2 separate regions of the Mus musculus genome follow, and region 2 is linked to region 1. A link is a contact called in public HiChIP or PLAC-seq data. All regions are on one chromosome and are shown on one strand. The core of a region is the stretch at or near the end of the contact, and the rest is flanking DNA. Distances in the headings are between cores, read along the strand shown. Region 1 overlaps Atp4b (ATPase, H+/K+ exchanging, beta polypeptide). Region 2 overlaps Rasa3 (RAS p21 protein activator 3).

Region 1 (6,895 bases), core at 955-3,454:
CACTAGTATTAGAGCTTTGCTGACTCCACAGTTTGTTTCCTTTATACTTAAAGAAGCAGCTCCTGTGCACACCGTGGGTTAGCTCATACCCGCAGGCTGACAGGCCTCCATCCTATCACCTTATCTGATTAGCTCTGATCAGGAAAACAGTTTACAAAACTCGGCACTTTCGAGTAGTCAGCAAATGAGGAATAGGGGAAAAAAAAAAAAACTAACAAGGTCATTAATGAACAGCCACTGAGCATGATGCCGGTTATTGAAGGGAGCAGGGTGTCGGGGTGCTGATGACAACATAATACTAGAAATTCTAGCCAGGAGTTAGGTAAGAAATGAAAGACATCCCAGTTTGATAAGTAAAATGGTTAATCTTACATATTAGATACAATCTGAAATCCAAAGGGATCCACTAAAATACTTTTAGAAATAGTAAGGAGGCAGGGTGCAACCTGCATTGATTACTTTTGTGTAGCTATCAGGGTTCTGGAGAGGAACCAGACCCATAGAATGAGCATAAAGGATCGACCAGACTGACTCACACAAGGAGGACTGGGGAGTCAGTCCCCACCAGAGGCTGCCTGTTTGCTGGGGCACTGAGAACCCAGAGGCCACTTAGTTCACAAAGCTAGGTGCTTTGGCATCGTCCCTCTGGCACTGAAGGATATGTGCAAGTGAAATAAACTGGATTGATGGAGTGCCACATAAATAGCTAAGGGGGCCAGGGATGATGGCTCAGCAGGTAAGATGGCTCTTGCAGAGGACCCAGGCTTGATTCCCAGCACCCATGTGGTAACTCAACCATCTGTAACTGCAGTTCAGGGCATCTCATACTTTCTGACTTCCATATGATGCACAGATATACATGCAGGCAAAGCACACATAAAGTAAAAATTAAGGCATGAAATGAAAACATTGTAAACCTCCGGTGGGGATGGCTACTTACTGTGCATTGAAAGTCACTAGCAACAGACAACTGCTAACCCATGTGTATCCATGACTTCTCTCATCACCAGGATAACACCTGATAGTAACTTGAAGCAGGAAGGGCTAAGCTTTGCCTATAGCTTGTGAGAGGAACAGTTCATTATAGTGGTGAAGGCTTGGCCGCGGGAGCACTTGACAGCTCTTATATGATCAGAAAGCAGAGATGGCTACTAGTGCTCAGCGTGCTTCCTCTTACATCGGCCTGGACGCTGACCCTGAAGTGTATCTATCTATAGTGATTCTAACTTTAGTCAAGTTGGCAGTGAGATTAGTCATCACACCATAGAATGAAAGAGATACCTTACAAACTCTGAGAATCAGTATGTAGCATGGAGAGAACTCTTAAAACCAACCACCAACAGCAAGCAGCATGCCTGGTGAAGAGAGGGCAAGGCTGTGATTGGACGCCTCTCCGTGAAGGTTGGGAGTGGTTTGCAAGCATGAGCATAAGAATCAAGGAATGGAAGTTAGAGCCACAAAGAGATGCCATCATAATGCCCAGACGACGACGACCCGTGAGAGCAGGAAATACAGAAACTGGCAAGTCGCTACGGCTTGGATCTGTGATGGATCCTTAAAGCTTCTACCTGGGTGTGGTGCTTGTCTTTTTACTCTTTGTTCTTGTTTTTGTTTTAAGATAGGGTCTCCCGGGTCCCAGGCTGGCCTTGAACTTGTTACGTAGCTGAAGGAGCATGAACGTCCTTTCTTTCTACCTCTGACTCCCAAGTGCAGTAGTACAAGTGTGTGTCACCACACCTAGTTTATATATGCTGCGCTTGTAACCCAGGGCTTCTAAGCTAGATAGTTGTGCTTGCAACTGAGCCCTGTTCCCAGCCCAAGACCCACACAGGCAAGTACTTAGTTTGGCAATTTGGTAAGTCGTGGAATTTTAAGACGTGAGACCTCATGGTAAGTCTTTAAGCCATTTGGGGGATCTGCCCTTGAGACGGATCCTAGAATCTGAGTTGTGCGTGGGTTTTTTTGATTGTTTTGTTTTGTTTTGTTTTGTTTTTGTTTTTGTTTCTGCTTCCTGACTATGATGTGAGCCAAATTCGTTCACCATTCCCTGCCATACTATTGTGGCCCTACCAGACACCTATTAGGCAATGGGTGAGCCTGGTCAAAGCCCACAGTTATGACTCAAAGTGAACCTTTGTTCTTTACTGAATGACTAATCCCAGGCCTGTGGTATAGCACCATACAGCTGTCTAACACACACTTGTTGGTCAGGATATGAGAAATGGAATCTCTACTGGTAGGGATAGGAAATGGAGTCACCTCAGTGGGAAACACAGGAGGGCTGCCCCTGAAAGGGTTAAAAATAGGAATTTGGTGTGTGTGCAAAGCTGTGCAAGCAGGTCTTGAAGACTGAGTTGAACACTCATGATCTAAGCACCATCGGTCACCAATAAAAACGAAGGTAAAACAACCCAAGTGGCCCTGGTTACATGAAGGACAGGTGTGGTCTACACACACAGAAAGACTTTAAATCTTGACTGAAAAGGGAATTCTGACACAGGATGAAACTTGAGTCTCTGTGTGACCAGTCAGAAGAAAACACTGTGGTCACATAAGGTACCCAAAGTTAGATTCACAGAAACACAAGGGACCTGGTGAACACGGCGTCTGTGGGGAAATGGGGGCAGTGGGTGTCAGCTGGGAATGAGCAGATGTCGCCAGCTGCCCTAAAAAGTCAAGCTGGCAATTTTTGTGTTAGGTGGGAAGGAAGGACTGCCAGACACAAAAGGGGCTGCACTGGATAGTTCTGTGCCTACTTGAGTCATCTGAAAGGAGGGAACCCCAATTGAGGATCTCCATAAGATTCTGCAGGCAGAGCCGGGCGTGGTGGCGCACGCCTTTAATCCCAGCACTCGGGAGGCAGAGGCAGGCGGATTTCTGAGTTCGAGGCCAGCCTGGTCTACAGAGTGAGTTCCAGGACAGCCAGGGCTGCACAGAGAAACCCTGTCTCGAAAAACCAAAAAAAAAAAAAAAAAAGATTCTGCAGGCAAACTTGTAGGGCATTTTTTTAATTCATGAGGGAGGGCCCTGCCCACATGTGGGTGTGGTCCTTGGCTAGTGGTCCTGGGTTCTGTAAGAAAGTAGGCTAAGAAAGCCACAAGGAACAAGCCAGTAAGCAGTACCCCTTCATGGCCTCTGCATCAGTTTTCTGTCCCGTTTGAGTTCCTATCCTGACTTACTTCAGTGATGGACTACAATATGGAAGTGTGAGCCAGAGAAACCCAATTATCCCAAGTTGCTTTTGGTCACGGTATTTCATCACAGCAACAGAATTCCTTAGATGTTGGTATCAGGAGTGGGGTTTTGCTGTGACAGACCTGACTGTGCTGGTTTTTTTTGGGGGGGTGGGGGGTGGGGTGCGGTTATGGAAGGGCTTTGGGTAGAAAAGCCATTGAGTGTTGAGAACTCAGTGAGCTGTTCTGTGGGAGCTTGGAAGATGAGATTATTGAGAGCAGTGCAGGTGATGGAGGCCTGGCTTGTGAAGCTTCAGAGGAAGGAAGCACTCCATCAGGACTTTCCTTACAAATCTGTGGTTCTGGTCAGTTGGGACTGAAGAATTAGCATGATTATTAACAAGAGACCAGAACCAATGAAGTAAAACCCATGTTTTACTGGCACAATAGGTGCTGGTCAGCTGGAGCTGAGAAATTAGTGGTGACTGGGGAGAGTTGGGGGGCGGGTGCACTTTTGATCCCAGCACTTGGGAGGCAGCCAGGGCTACACAGAGAAACCAAATCTTGGAAGAGAGAGAGAGAGAGAGAGAGAGAGAGAGAGAGAGAGAGAGAGAGAGAGAGAGAGAGAGAGAGAGAGAGAGAGAGAGAGAGAGAGAGAGAGAATATGAATCTGCTGGCAGCTGAACTCGGTAGTGTAAGAGTTATCCAGGTGGTACTGGTTTTGAATGCATGAAAGGATCATGAAAAGCAGCTGAGGCCTAGCACTGTGAGAAGCCAGGATGGGTCACTGGAGAAGGTGTAGCCTCCATATAGTTGAAACTCCAGAATTAAAGGGATTGTGCAGAGAAGTTGAGACTTGGCACCATGAAGGAAGCCTAGGAGAGGCTATTGGTGAAGGTGCAACCCAGTTGCAGCAGAAGACCCAGCATTTGTGGAGATGTCAGTACCATGGGATGACCACCAGAAACAGTAGCAGTAGTGGAGTTAAGTCAGCCAGAACCCAGAAGGAAAGCTGTGTGTGAGGCAAAGGGCAGAGAAGCGAGCCCAGCCCTTTGGAGAAGCCCAGAAGACTGTGAGCAGATCTCAGACACTAGATGCTGTTATTTGCGCTGCTGGAGTTTTGTTTTGCTTTGATCTGATTGTGACTGTGCCCCAGTTCTTCCCTCTTGAAGTAAGGAATTATTTAACTTAATTTTGAGTTTTACAAGAGCCCACGATTAAGAGATTTTGAACTTTTAAAAGAGATTGGGGATTTTCACAAAGACTGGATATTTTAAAGGGGCTGAACTTTTACTGTGTTTGAATTTATAGACTCCTAGGCTTTTAAAGGTATTTATGTTTTTTAATGTGAGGTGTTGGGAAGAAAAGAAGGTTGTGTCTTAGCTGTGATGTGTTTGTGTGTCAAGCTGACAAGAGGTCAGCTGTGCTGGGTAGTCTATGTGACACAAGCTAGAGTCACCTGAGAGGAAGGAGCCTAGGCTGAGGAAACGCCTCCGTAAGACTGAGCTGTAGGCAGGCCTCTAGGGTATTAATTAGTGATTGATATGAGAGGGCCCAGCCAATTGGTTGAGTCATTCCTGGGTTCTATAAGGAAGCCGGCTGAGCAAGCCATGAGACTCAAGCCAGCAAGCAGCACCCTCCATGGCCTCTGCATCAGCTCCTGCCTCCAGGTTCCTGCCCTGTGTGAGTTTCTGTCCTGACTTCCTTCAGTGATGAATGGTGACATGGAAGTGTAAGCCTGATAAACCCTTCCCTCCCCAATTTGGTTAGTGTTTCACCATAGCAGTAATAACTCTAACTAGACAGAGGGCAAGATGTTTTATTTGGCTTGGTCAGATCAGTGGATCGTTTGCTAGTGGAAGTGAAAACAACCCTTTCCCCCAATTCTTGTGTCACTTTAAAGTATTCAACAGGGTGCGTTGCGGAACATAAAAGGGTACACAGGGTAGTCTGTGTAGATACATGTGTAGGTCTTACGCCCCAGGAAGCTCTGTACCTGGTTACACTCTGTATGTGTGTGAATGTGTGTGTGTGTGTGTGTGTGTGTGTGTGTGTGTGTACACTCACGTCTGTCCTCCTGAGCTGTGCCTGTCTCAGCTGGGAAAAGACAAATGCAGACATTTTTGGTCTTTGGCTGCATGGAAGGAGGCAATATGAAGTGTGAACATTTTCTAAGGAAAGGGCCTGAGACCTTGGGGGCTGAGAGACAGGAGGTGGCAACAGGGTAGGTCTGTGGGCAGTGGCAGGCTGGGTGGGTCCCTCTGAGTCTCCCTGCACCTTCCTCCATCTCGGAGATGCCTGACCCCGGTGACTGAGGTGCCAAAGACACTTGTATTGCGGTTGAAATCACAGAAAGGTTTTAGATAAAGGGGTGTTCAGTTCTTAGTAGAAATTTCCCCTGGGGTCAGGAAAGGCATGGATTTTTCACACAGAATAAGAATAACTTTAATATAGTTTGTTTTGATGGCATAGGGACTGTGGTCTCAGAAGCACGAACTGGAGATGTGTCATGCCAGGGTGACCAGTGTTACCCTGATGTGGACCCATAGTTCATATTGAAGTGCAGGACGGGCAAATGATCACAGGACAGAAATGTGGACAGATAGGCCTTCCTTAGTGGCAGCCGGACTCTGGGTCCCCGTGTTAACCCCACAGCTCCGATAGGATTGCGCTCACGTGAGGGTTGGTGATACTCGGGGAGTGCTGGGCTGGAGCACTTCCTGGTGTCAGCTCTGGGCCATGATGGAAGTGGCCGTGCATGCTGGCCAGCAGAGGCTGTGCAGTCAGGAAGAGTGTCCATCCGTGTCCACCCATCTGAGGGGTGGACACCACTCCCACGTTTTACTTCTGTATTGTAAGTTTAAACTCCACCTTCCCTTCGTAGGGGTCATGGGGGTTGTTGAAGGTCACGTGGTCTGCCAGGATCTTGCACACGATGCTGACTTGCATGTTCTTGGGGACGTTGAGGAGCTTGGCTGCCACCAGAGGGTTGCTGTAGTGGGGCTGAAGTGGAAGCACAGGGGGGTGACATGCTTGACAAAACCCTGATGTCAAGAAAAACAAGGCTAACTGAAGAGGGGAGGGGCAGGCATAAAGGACTCCTCTGTGGGTCTGTCCTGGGGTCAGGTCTGTCTGGCCCAAAGGAGCCCTTGGATCACAGAGCGGCTGGTGTCTGCCCACAGAGCGACTAGGAGCAGTGACTCTTGGGACTGCCGATGGCAAACAGCACGTGAGAGCAGCACGGAGAGAGAAATCACTTTGGAGAGATTCTCAGACACTAGACGATGTGGGAGAGCCTGCACCCTAAGGGAATCAGGCTGATAGCCATGACTTTTTGGGGGTGTGGGGGTGCATTTTTAGGTGGATATGAGAAGTGTTCAGGACTGGCTAAATCATGCCTTTCTTTTGTTCATTTTTTCCAAAAGAGAATCTCATGCAGCCCAGGTTGGCCTTGAACTTGCTATGTAGCCATAATGACCTTAGGCTCACGATCCTCCTGCCTCCGCCTCCCAAGTGCTGATGGGATTACTTTGCTCTGCTTTTTTTCTTTTCTTTTCTTTTCTTTTTTAATAGAAACTGGCTTCCCTGTTGCTAAGTCTGAGGTAATTCAGCGAGTGCCCTGTGGCAGAGTGAAGCAGACCTACCTGTGCTTTCTTGCCATAGTAGGGGAAATAGTGGAGACTGAAGGTGCCATTGGGGGGATAGTACTCGACCTGCAGGGG
Region 2 (6,666 bases), core at 356-2,855, 270 kb after region 1:
TTAAAAATTTGTCATCATCCCCCCCGCCCCCCTTCCCTGGGACAGCATTTCTCTGTGTAGCCCTAGCTGTCCTGGAATTATGTAGTCCAGGCTGGCCTCAAACTCAAAATTAGAAGGCACAAGGTTCGCCTGCCTCTATCTCCAGAGTGTTGGGAGCTAAAGGTCCCAATATCGGAAGCCTGTGCAAGACTCCGTGCACACAGGCTACAGATCCCACTTGCCTGTGGCTGATCCCTGTCTGGCCTGCCCTCATTGCCGACAAATGCCAAGCCATAAAAATGGTACCAAAGGCCAGCCCTGGGCCAGCTTCTCATCCACCTGACTACTCTCTACCAACAACCAGCTCATTGCAAACAGTGCCAGGACCACCAGTCCTGACCTGGGGACAAGGGCTTCCTCCTGTGACAAGCCTGCTTCACTTGGAGGTCATTCACCCTCTAATTTTGGGGAACTCTTTTCTCCTCTTTCTCCTTTCCACACCATTAGCTGAAGGAGTCCTGGACTGGATGTGTCGAGAAGATTTAGCAAAACCTTTTCCCGTCTTCTAATCATCAGAACCTGGCCTCAATTCAGCTGATACAAAAACAAAACAAAACAAAAACAATGACAACAACAACAACAACAAAAAACAACAACAACAACAAAAAACAAAAAAAAAAGGGAAAGAAAAGAAAAATCTAGAACCAATGTTAAATGGATGGCTTCTATTTGATCATAAGCCTCTGACAAGAAGGGAAAACTATTTAAATATTTACTGGCAAATGACAAAATGTCCCAGCGCCACAACTAGAATGCTCTCTTATGGAATTAGATGTCAGTCACATACTGCTCAGGTTTAAGGGGCCCTGAGGACTGCTCCAGCCAAAGCCAGGTTTTTTTCATGGAACACAAGGCAGTCTGGCTTCTCAGGCATCCTGTGGGTACTCTAGGCTATCTTGGACACTTCCTGGGAGACTTCTGAGCACAGAGAGGACACAGTGTAATGCCAAACTCCTGTACAGCAAGAGACAGCATGCATGTGTAACCTTGGTGAAGACACAGGGGTAGCTACTCAGTCACACTGTACCAGCGACATGCTTCATCTGCAGAGAGGGGGAGGCCATGCTCTCATTAAGGGCCAATAAAATTCCTCCTTCCCTTCCCTCCCCCTCCCTTCCTGTCCCTATCCCCACTTCCCTGCTGTCAGCAGACAGAGGCAAGAATAGTCAGACAATTATCTCCCCTCCCCTCCCCTGTCTCTCCTCTCCTCCCTTCCCTGATGTCAACAGACTGAGGCAGGAATAGTCAGACAAACGGCTCTGGTGACAAAGAAGGACCTAGTTGTCACAATCCCAAGAAGCCCTATAATCTTTGAAACTCAGAACAATTGTCCCCCATACACACAGGGTATGTCCGCATAGCTGCCCCCACTCTGGGCATTCAACCTCAGCCTCGCCCTGCCCCCAACGCACAGAAAGCAGTGGTAAGTGAAGAAGAGCCAACGGCACTGGTGTCTGGGAACAACAACCTCACACAGTACAAAGGCTACATAGGAAGGCTACCCACAGCAGGAGAGCAGTGACTGTCAAGTCACATGCCTGGCAGAAGCTTAGTATATGTGCTTGTTTGGTACTGTGGATAGAAGCCAGGGCCTTGCACAAACTTAGCAGTGTTCTATCACAGCGCTACACTCCTAGCCCTAGAGTTCAATTGTAAACAGTTTTGCAACTCAACAAAGGAAGCCAGAGACAGACAGACAGACAGACAGAAAGACAGAGACAGAGAGAGAGAGAGAGAGAGAGAGAGAGAGAGAGAGAGAGAGAGAGACCCAAGGACCTAAACAAATACTTCCTCAAAGAAACAGAAAATGTCAATGTCATTAGTCATTACAAAATCTCAACCCAAAACCACAAGCTATCACACTTCACACAGGGCACAAAGGGCAGCTACAGTTTAAAAGAGAAAAACAGAACAAACAAACAAGCAAAGCAGAGAATGGGGAGAAACTGAACACGGAGTATTGTTGCTGCGACAAAAGGAGACAAAGTTGCAGTAGACAATGGTCCCACAGGGCCTCAGTTACACGAGTACCAACCCTGGACCACGGATAGAGGACAGAGAGAGGGGGCAGGGAGGGAGAGGAAGGAGAGAAGAGGGAGGGTGAGAGGGAGGGATGGAGGAATAAGGAAAGAAATGAATGGGATGGGGAGAGAGAAGAGAGCGGAGAGAGAAGGAAGGAAGGGGGAGGGAGAGAGAAGAAGGGTTATAAGTGCTGAACCGAAATTGTGGCTATGCTTAGCCACAATACCCAGCAGGTGGGAATGGCCCACGTTCCTATGGAGGCAGGAGTTGACAAACCACAGTCAGTCACCTGGACAGGCATGCATGATGCTTCCGAAAATGACAGGGTGTTCTGGGAGTGAATTTTTAAAAGATTAACTAGATATCCATAGCGGCACATCGCAGCAGATGATTAGTGGAAACTGTACACTTTAAGATGAATGGGTTACTGCCGCAGTTTTCTGAATTCTATGTTGTGGGCCATTTGCAAAAAATTTTTTATAGTTTTATTTTGTATGCATGTGTAGGTGGGCGGATGTGTGTGTACATACACATGGAGGCCAGAGATCCATCCTGAGTGTCGTTCCTCAGGAGCCATCTGGCTTATTTTTGAGACAGGATCTCTCTCTCCCTGGGGCTCACCAACTTAGCTAGGCTGCTGACCAGAGACCCAGGAATCTATCTGTCTCCATCTCCACAGTGCTAGGGATAAAAGCGTGAGCCACCATGTCCAGCTTTTTGATGTGGGTTCTGGGGTTCGAACTTGGGTCCTAATACTCCCAAGGCAGACACTTTGCTAACTAAGCTATCTCCCTGACCTCGTGTGAAATGCAGTTACCTCCATATGGACAGTGGCCGCCACCCACACTCGATTTCATACTCCCTGTACCTGTTCACACTCTATCCCTCATCTTTGTAAGGAGCCAGAAAGTGAAGAAAGAAGCAGGTCTTTGGGAGTTTATTTTTAGCTTTATTATTCTCTCACCTACCCAGTGGAATCTGACAGACATTTGGTAAGCTCGGCTCAAGGACACTCCCATACATTCACAGTACTCCAGCTGGGATGGACACCACCTCTAATACCCTCACCTCACCTACCCCCCCCCCACCCCACCACCTCCCAGCTCAGCACATACATTGCAGGATTCTAGAGCCTCCCTTTGCCTCTTCTTACAGGCATGGAAATAAAGTATGAGGCACACACAGGCTTCTCTTCATCTCCAATGATAATAAGCTGAACTAAATTGGCAAGAAGCCCTCATCTGCTTTGGTGAGTCAGTCATGAAGCCAAGTAAATATTACTTTGTATTTCCTGAGTCCTCATGAGTGCACACACACACACACACACACACACACACACACACACACACACACTCACACTGACCCCGCCACCGTGGACCTCAGAAGGTATCTGTGCTGGTTAGTTTCATGTTAACCTGACATGGGCCGGAGCCATGTGAGAGGAAGGAACCTTCCATCAAGAAAACGCCTCCATGAGCTCAGGCTGTAGGCAGGCATGTAGGGCATTCTCTTAATTACTGACGGATGGGGACGCGCCCGGTCTACTGTGGGTGGTGACACCCCTGGGCTGGTGGTCCTGGGCTCTATAAAAAAGAAGTCTGAGCAAGCCATAGGGAGCGAACCAGTAAGCAGCATCCCTCCACGGCCTCTGTGTCAGCTCCTGCCTCCAGCATCCCGCCCTGCTTAAGTTCCTGCCCTACTTGCTTTTGACACTGAACTATGACACAGAACTGTGAGCCAAGCAAACCCTTTCCTTCCCAAGATGACTCCTTCTGGTCACAGTTTCAGCAGAGCAATGGTCAGCCAAAGACAGGAGCTAGTTTGAGATTTATTTATTTTCAATTATGTTTTACCGAGATGTAATTCACTAGGATACAATTCTCCCTTGTCAAGTCTGTACCTTTGACTGTGTCACAGAGCAGCAGAGCCTCACTGTGTGAGAGGCCTCATCATCTGAGAGAGCAGAAATCAGCACTACTCCTTCCTGTCTGTGGGGTTACCAATACCACGGATGCTTCACATAAATGGACAAATGTATTCCCTTTGTAGCCAACTTCTCTAACAGTACTGTGTTTCTAGGCCCTGCCGTGCATTGCCCTGTGTCGGGCTTCACTCCACTGCTGCCAGAGTCACGGCAGCAGAGAACACAGAGTAGACTCAGGAGAAAGCACCATGAGCAACACTTCCCACCAAGAACCCCTGGCATGTCTCCTGAGCGCCCAGACTTCCTCCCCAACCCCCTTGAGAGTCTCAGGTCCGAAGGGTACCCAGCCATTCTATTTTACTCATGGATGCCAGATCAGGGTCATCCTCCTGCCTCCAGTGACATCTATGAATTGTTCTCCCTACTCAGCGTCACCTGCTTCTTGCCAGACACTTGACATGGCTTGCTGCCGGACACCTAGCTCCCAGAATGCACCCCACATGTCTCTGATAGGACTCTCCTTCGTTACCATGTAGCTGTTCCCAGACAGAAAAACACTCACAGGAAGAAATCTTCCCAGTAAACCCACATCCAAGTCCTCACCGACTCAGATGAGGGCCCACCACCCTCCTGGTGTCTCAGTCAAACTTAATCCCAGCCAACATGGAAGCCCCAACTGCCACGTGGCCATCTGTGCCCAGCTGATCCGGCTCCTCCCTGGACTCTCCTGCACATGCTAGGCTCTGCGGCTCACACACCTCTGGACACCCCCTTCCCTCTTGCTGATACCTACAACCTCCCCACCCCTGGGTTCTCGTCTGCAGGCTTCCCAGAGCAGCCTTGGTCTCCAAGCTCCCTCGGCAATGCGGTTGTCACCTCTGTCTCAGTCTCACTGCTCCTGCACAGAACAGCTGTATCTCTAGGCACTGACATCACTTCCCGGGACCAAGCATTTCTGATCACACGCCCACCAGAACAGCCCCAGAGCCAATCAGTAGCTGTTTAAGGGTCAAAGTCCTGAATGACCTTACAGGTCAAGTCCTGAGTGACCTTAGGGGTCAAAGTCCTGAATGACCTTAGGTTTTTCCTTCCTGCTTCAGTTACCTGAGCAATAAAATCCGGATGTAGGTTACAGAACAACTCTCAGCAACCCACTAGCTGAGCCCCACACCGGACACCACTGCTGTAACTGCCCAGTCTCCCCATCCCAGGGCGAGTCTGGGGAAGCAGAGCCAATCAGTACAAAGCCACTGCCCCAACACAGCACAGCTGCAGCCCACTACAACCCGCTCCTACCTCTATATACAGCTCAGCCACTCCTCCATGTTCACACACAAGCCAACTCCACTTGACCAAAGCACTGTTGACCAAAGCAAATTTCCAAGGTTTTTGTTTTTAAACTCTCTTAACAAAATCTGGCAGGTTTCTATATTGTTCCGTGCATTAGAAGGAGCAAGGGTTATCAGGCTGGAGACCAGACACACATACCTGAGCATGGTTTCTCTTTAGTTTGTTAGAATAAGGTAGGTATTGAGAAGAGTCGGAGGATACGCATACATCTTAACTCTGGTTTAATCTTCTTGTTAGATTCCCCAACACCCCTCCAAGTGTGCGTGAGTGTGAGTGTGAGTGTGAGTGTGTGTGTGTGTGTGTGTGTGTGTGTGCGCGTACATCTGTGCGTGTTTGTGTGTGCAAGTGCGAGAGTATGTGCTCATTTGAGCACGCGTGCACACATGCTTGTGAAGACACATGGCCAACCTCAGTTGTTGCTGCTCAGGAGCCATCGCTGGGACCTGGGGTCTACTGATTAGGCTAATGTGGCTGACTAGTGATCCCCAGGGATCTCCTCGTCTCTGCCTCCCCAGAGCTGGAATCAGAAGCACAAGGCGCCATGCTCAACTTCATACAAGGGCTCTGAGAACTGAACTTGTGTCCTAATGCTTACATGACCAGTCTTCTACAGACGGTGCTCTCTGCCCAACCTTCCCATCAAGCATTGTCCCTTCTCTCTCAGCCTTCCCATACTGAATTTTCTCCTCCCAGATAGGGGCTCATGTATCCCAGGCTGCCTTGGAACTGACTGGGGATGGCCTTGAACTCCGGGTATTCCTGCCTCGGTCTCCCAGAGCTCAGACTGCAGTCAGGAACCACCACACATGGTTTATGTAATGCTAGGGTTAGAACACACAGCTTCAAACATGCTAGCAATTCCCCTTACCAACTAGGCTTACTCCCCAAGCCCAGACCATCCATCTCTAGAGGACTGGAGATCAGCCCGGGGTCAGGCTTCTCCCTGGCCCTGCTCCTTCTGGCCCTTGGAGAGGGCATGGCTTTCTGCATCCTGTAACATGCTATTTTCTACACTGAACATGATCATTTACAATTTGGTGTACTACTGCTAAAGAATAGAGTCAGAATATTATCTTGCTTCTACATGGGCTCTTAAACGTGTACTCTTTGAAGGCTGAGAAGAAACCAGCCAGTGTTGGGAGAAAACAAGGAGGGAGCTGGAGCCAGAGCTTGCTTTTCTGCACACTTCAGCTTGGCAGACTCTGGCCCCGGGGCCAGCTCTGAGACTGCTGAGTGGGGAGGTGTTTCCTCACCTTGTCCCCCGATAATGTTCTAGTCTCTGGGAAACAAGTTGGGGGCTAGAGCTGCCCAGCAGTCATTGACCCTGTGAT

Evidence for each region. HiChIP or PLAC-seq counts read pairs in DNA pulled down with a chosen protein or histone mark.
Region 2: a contact with region 1 is called in a FOXA1 HiChIP or PLAC-seq map of pancreatic cancer cells. The contact joins two enhancer-like sites. A contact is called at or near these places in 2 of 39 promoter capture datasets (embryonic stem cells and pre-B cells) and 1 of 115 datasets of contacts at active chromatin or transcription factors (pancreatic cancer cells).

What each region holds. Positions count from the first base shown.
Region 1 is chr8:13,380,612-13,387,506 of GRCm38.p6, forward strand. Atp4b (ATPase, H+/K+ exchanging, beta polypeptide) reads right to left here. Exons shown (of 7, transcript NM_009724.2): 6 at 6,818-6,895; 7 at 5,598-6,176. The coding sequence ends at 6,015. Among named protein-coding and RNA genes, the nearest start is that of Atp4b, 13 kb to the right of the region's middle. Within about 2 kb of position 2,205, at least 15 of the 459 cell types and tissues checked have an H3K27ac peak or open chromatin away from gene starts, as enhancers often do. A contact at or near this core is called in pancreatic cancer cells, where this site is marked.
Region 2 is chr8:13,647,451-13,654,116 of GRCm38.p6, forward strand. All of the region lies in intron 1 of Rasa3 (RAS p21 protein activator 3), which reads right to left. Among named protein-coding and RNA genes, the nearest start is that of Rasa3, 27 kb to the right of the region's middle. Within about 2 kb of position 1,606, at least 230 of the 459 cell types and tissues checked have an H3K27ac peak or open chromatin away from gene starts, as enhancers often do. A contact at or near this core is called in pancreatic cancer cells, where this site is marked.